2 separate regions of the Mus musculus genome follow, and region 1 is linked to region 2. The links are chromatin contacts, called in public HiCAR-type maps. All regions are on one chromosome and are shown on one strand. The core of a region is the stretch at or near the end of the contact, and the rest is flanking DNA. Distances in the headings are between cores, read along the strand shown.

The links. HiCAR-type assays count read pairs that join an accessible place to other places.
Region 1: a HiCAR-type map of Th17 cells shows a contact between it and region 2, with 4 times the contacts expected there. The contact joins two enhancer-like sites. A contact is called at or near these places in 10 of 484 Hi-C or Micro-C datasets (3T3-L1-derived adipocytes, the G1E-ER4 cell line, Th1 cells and 6 more) and 3 of 115 datasets of contacts at active chromatin or transcription factors (CD8 T cells, Th17 cells and Th2 cells).

Annotation. Positions count from the first base shown.
Region 1 is chr13:16,736,990-16,739,771 of GRCm38.p6, reverse strand. No RefSeq gene overlaps it. Among named protein-coding and RNA genes, the nearest start is that of Gm25020, 470 kb to the left of the region's middle. Within about 2 kb of position 1,276, at least 46 of the 459 cell types and tissues checked have an H3K27ac peak or open chromatin away from gene starts, as enhancers often do. A contact at or near this core is called in Th17 cells and embryonic fibroblasts, where this site is marked.
Region 2 is chr13:16,658,715-16,661,550 of GRCm38.p6, reverse strand. No RefSeq gene overlaps it. Among named protein-coding and RNA genes, the nearest start is that of Gm31711, 400 kb to the right of the region's middle. Within about 2 kb of position 1,555, at least 27 of the 459 cell types and tissues checked have an H3K27ac peak or open chromatin away from gene starts, as enhancers often do. A contact at or near this core is called in Th17 cells and embryonic fibroblasts, where this site is marked.

The DNA.
Region 1 (2,782 bases), core at 27-2,526, 78 kb before region 2:
TGATGGGAATTTAAAGGGCAGCTATTCAGGATATTTGTCCATCCATTTCACATATCCTCCAACTTGTGGTTAAAAAGAATCAAAGGTATTCAGGGCGGGAGCATCCTCAGTCATGGCTCCTGGGAATATAAACCAATCGTCTCCTGTGGAAAATATCAAGCTCTCATGAGAGAAACAATCGGAAAAAAACAGACATAACAAGGGGTGTACTTAGCTTTGTAATGTCCTCCAAAAACCACAAAGAATGTTATAGGAAGATGCTCAAATTCTGCTTTGATCTACTTAAATTGAGTAATCACCACAATATTACAAGTAGCAGCTCAAGGAATCCAGAGTATAGAAGTCATCTTGGTGGACACCAGGCTCTCAGCTTTTTAAAGAGTCGGTTAATCATTCCCAACATTTTCTTTATTTGTATAAAGGGAGCAACACTGGGAAATTTTCCTCAGGTTTTCAGAATTAAATGAAATTGCAGGACAAATGTTCAGCATGTTGTAGGGAAGCCTATGGTATCGATCTGTTGGTGATTAAAGCAAGTGTTTTGTATATGCTAACAGTGCTCGACTTCTGAGTACTACCTCTTCCATTTCTAACACCAGTGCCTTCACCAGTCGATTTATAGCCAAGTGAAAGAAGAAATTTTCAATTATTCTGAGGCTGAGATTCTGGAAATATAGAAACATCATGGAATATACAGGAAGTGTAGATGAAAGTTCAAAGAAAGACTTCAGTAAATGAAAATGCTAGAAACTAATAGTTCGAGGTCTACAAGTTTCTCTGGCCTTCCCATGTGACAAAAACAAAAAACCAATGCACTTAAATGTGTCAGCAGTCCCGCTATGAAGAATAACAACTACAGCATGACCCAGCTAAGTGCTGCAAGGCAGGCTGCCTCACTCTGCAAGCTTGGGTTCCTTTTTCTTTACTCAGGAGACAGTGATGTCTCCTTCAGGGACTGGGTAAAATGTTAAATGTTTCACTTCCCACAATAGTACTGGGTTTCCCTTTTTAATAAAGACCCAGAGAAGAACTGTAGAGAACAAAATGGTACCACCACATATTTTGGCATACTTTTCAGATAGATAAAAATATGATTGAATTTGAGTACTCACAGGCCTGCTCAGTCAGTCCTACCTCATGCAATCCTCCCCTCTGTCCCTCACATATGTGGGAGCCCTTGTGAGAAGCCTTGAGCAAGCCAGCCTACGTGCAGTGTGATGACCTGCAAAGCCAGTCATCCACAGCCTCTGCTATGGGAGCATGAGTCACCCAGATCTCAAAGTATTGCATTCTCCAAGGTGAGTGCTACTTCTCTGCATAGACAATGAGGTCTCAGCTATATATGATCATGTCTCCTGGAAAGTTCTTAGTCACATATTAGTCAGACCTCCTCCAAGTTGAACTTCCCTCCAGTTTAGTATATAACTTATAGAACCTCCTCAAAAGTGGTTTTGTCACAGCTCCTCCATCTCTTGTAGCCTGTGACATGCTCAAGACTAAATATATAGTTTTACCTTGACCCTTGAGAAATTTCCTTCTCTGGAAGAACCTTGCCTAGTATCTGAAATTCTCTTTTCTTCTTTCCAGGATAAACTGAAGCAGGAGACTCTTGGAAAGAATTATTTCAGGGAAGTTCCAAAAGTCCATTCAGGAAGATGTATCGAATTTCCACATGGGTCTTTCTCTAGTTTCTCCAGTTATTACAGTGTGTTATAATTGATATACCAATATGCATATATGATTATTAATGTTTAAAACCCATTTTGCAACTTATATTAGAGTTCATTTGTCTTTTCATTTCTATGGTGCATGCCATGTACATACCATTGGAGCATCACACAGAAGTATTTCATGGAGCTAAACTCTTTATGCTTCATTTTTCTCTCCTAGTCTCACATCCTAATCCATTCAACTACTATTTTTTCTTAGTATCTCTGTAGTTGGTCTTCTTTCTGAAAGTCATAGTTGGAATAGTAAAGAATAAAGTCTATTCATGATGGCTTCTTTTACTTAGAAATATAATGTTTAGTTCAATTTCGTATTGTCTATGTGGGGGCATGTAGCCTGTGTGTGTGTGTATATATATATATATATATATATATATATATATATATATATATATATATATATACACACACACGTGCGCGCGTGCGTGCACACACACACACACACACACACACACACACACACACATATATATGATATCATGTTGGTGATTCCAGTCCATGGAAGCCAGGGGAGGGTGCCAGATCTCTAGTACTGGGAGAACCTGTGGTTGTAAGCTGTCATGTGGATGTTGGGAACTGAACACAGATCTTCTGGAAGAGCAACCAGTACTCTTAAACCACTAAGCCATCTTTGGCCCTGCAATATAGCCTTTTAGTTGCCTGGGAACTTAATTCTTTTTACTGATGAGTAATATTTCATCACATCCCTGTCTCATATTTCTCACTTACCATTGAAGGATATGCTGATTACTTCTATTTTCAAGCAATTGTGAATAAAAATCATACTTTTGTGTGGACTATCTTTTCTTTAGAATTATTTTTTTTCATACTAAAATTTCCACATCAATTATAGGTATTTTGGTCCTACACATTTTTCCCCTAGTCCTTCCAATAGATTCTTTTTTTTTTAATTTTAAAGCCTTTCTTATTCGAAAGATGGGTAGTTAAGTGGGAGGCCTGTTTTTCATTTATTTAGCCTTCAGACTGATATTTACTCATGCACCAAGTTGTGATGATAGCACCAAATAAATATAGGGGTCTCTGTGAAGACAATG
Region 2 (2,836 bases), core at 306-2,805:
GAAAGTATAAATTTTTAGAGATCTCATGAGTAAGACCAAACTGTGGGATGTCTCAGAACTGACCTTCATGATCATCTTTTCCAACCCCCTCATTTTACACGCTACAGAAAAATGCAGCCAAAACAGCTGAGTGATTTATCCAAGGCTGTACAGCTTATTAATGGCATAGAAAGGATGAGAATTCAATTGTCCTGAATTCTAGCTCAATAGTCTTCTTTTTCTGCATTACATGAGACTGCATTGAGGCAGAATGAGTGCAACAGGGAGCATAGCAGACACTATCATTATTCCCCCATGCTGTGTTATCCAAAAGCACCCCACAACCTATTCTACACTATACTAAACTTAACTGTTCCTCATCAGATGTACTGCACAATGCTCTGTATTACAGTATTCTTCACTGCCATACCATACTACTCGATACCACTTCATTCTAGACTGCATGGTATAACTACCATACTACCAAATAAATAACCTGATAGGAATTTTGGTTTCTATTCTGTGCCTAATCACCAGGATTCCACTAATCTCTTCCCTGTAAGTCCAGCTTGAGCTTCTAAACAGGAGTTGTTTCTGTCCTTGCCCACAGTCCCTATGATTCCTGCAGTCTCTTGGCTATCTTGAGATTCAATCACCTTGCATGTACCATGGAGCCAAATTTTTCTAATTTTTAAGATTGAGGAGAATAATAATCCAGCATCCCGGACCAAGGTCTGACTCTGAGACCCTCCATTGTTATCTCCCAATTTGTAAGGTGCTTTGCTTTGAAGTCAGAATTCCATGGATTGTTCTGCTCTTGACTTTGATTGAGTTCTGGTCTACAGGAACAATCAATTTCAGTGCCCTTTCTAACACATCAAGGAGACCCTCAGCTGGGCCTTATAACTGAGAATACCTTAACGTTTCTTTTATCTATCACTGTCTTTTAATAATCAAGACTGTCATTAATAATCAGGATTTATGAAGATCATCCTCACCCCTTACTAACAATAGTAGCTGCTGCCTCAGCATCCTCCAGCATGGCAGTATCACTAGGGAATGGTTGGAATTCTCTAAGTAATTAGCATATAGCTATAAAGTAGTCCCATAAAGTCAGATCTGGGTTTATCATTACCAGCTGGTGGCCTGAGAATCAATTTCTCCATATATGAAATGCAGATAGAAATAATACTGGATTAAAAAGAGTTGTTTAGCATACAGTGAGTACTGAAAGTGTTACAGATTATTCTTATTTCAAGCCTTCCGTTGAAAAGTCATAATCACATCTGTTTGAATAACTTGACCACAGTCTCACAGTCAAACCGAGTCAGCATCAGACTAGAAGCCAAAGTTCTTAGCATTTGTATAATCTGCCTTTTAGATAAGCAAGTCCCTAGACAGACTGATTTTCTGAGCAAGTCACTGCCCACCTGTTGGGTGGATCCAGCTTGGATTCCCCTAGTGCCAGGCGGCTGCCTGAATCGTGACGAGAACATGTTGATCACTGTTGGACCTGTGCCTAGCCCACCCAGCAGAAACCTCCCCGCCAGCCTCTGCAACAAGGACAGCTCTCTGCTCAGTTCCAACCTATAGAGCTAGGCTGGTGTCAGCGTTATTCCCTGGGCCAGGCCTGTCTGGCTTCAGGTAGGATGTTATGACTCAGGAGAGAATTCAGAGTTCCCATAATTTTTTTTTTTTATGTAATGTCTGTTGCAGGGTCAACATTATACTCACACAAAGGAGGGGATAAGGGAATAAAGAAAGGCAGAAAGGAAAGCTTGTGTTTACCATCAGCATTATGAAGCCAACAGGAAATGGCTCAGGGTATATTAACTACCATCCTACCCTGAGTAAGAGGGAGAGATGACCTCCTTGAGTGACTAAAGAGTTAATCATGCCCCAGGTGGGAGTTTATTGACTAGTTTCATATTGTATTTTGAAGAATTCCCTTTGTTTCACAGCAGCAAACCACTTCTGTGCTTATGTCTATTTTTAATATCCTGGAACGCAAGGCTTTACCCATTATTCTCTTTAACTGTGGGTTTTTCCGACCCTCGGGTAGATTTATACGTCTAGCTGAATGATTACTCAGTGAGCCTTTACTGAAGGATGTTCTGTTCCAAGAATGACACATTTCTTTGGGGATGACTTTCAACCTAACAGAGGTGGGTGGGAGGTCAGGGGAAGCCCCTACCCAGGAGAAAATACCTTCTTTGTGTGCTTGAAGAAAAAAACAGTCGGATGATGAACAGCCTGATTTGGGGGCTGTGTGTGGGTGAGCCACTCCAGTGAAGTTGTCCTCAACGCTCCCTCATAAGAAGAGATGATGAATTTAATGAGCCGAATTCTGACAAGCCTTAAAGCCAAAGACAATTAGAAAAAGAATAACTCGAATTCTTACTAGTTATGAAATCAATTTCATTTGAAGGAAATTGTACATGTATATTCCTTTACAGTGTATTGTATTTAGATCACCATTATATATGAAATCACACTGCAATTTGTGCACCTAAGAAGAGATGCTGCCTGAAGGCAGAAGGCCATGGTCATACCCTGCTGTAAATATCCTCTTCTAGAGTACTACCATGGTTGTTCACAATGGATACTGGAGTACCTACGACTCTAAGAAATCCTACAATAAGGATGTTTTCAGCTTCATTGATCTCAGTAGTCCAAATGCAACCATGACCTCCCTCTTCCCACCTGAACACTTACAGAAATCCCCAAGATTCAGTGCTCCATTGATCATTGGTGATATGCTCTAATGTAAGAGGCTCTTCATAATACTAATGCCTAAATGCTTTGTTATTATTTAAGAAGTGCGTTAAGGTGCTCTGTGGTGCTCCTTATAGCACCC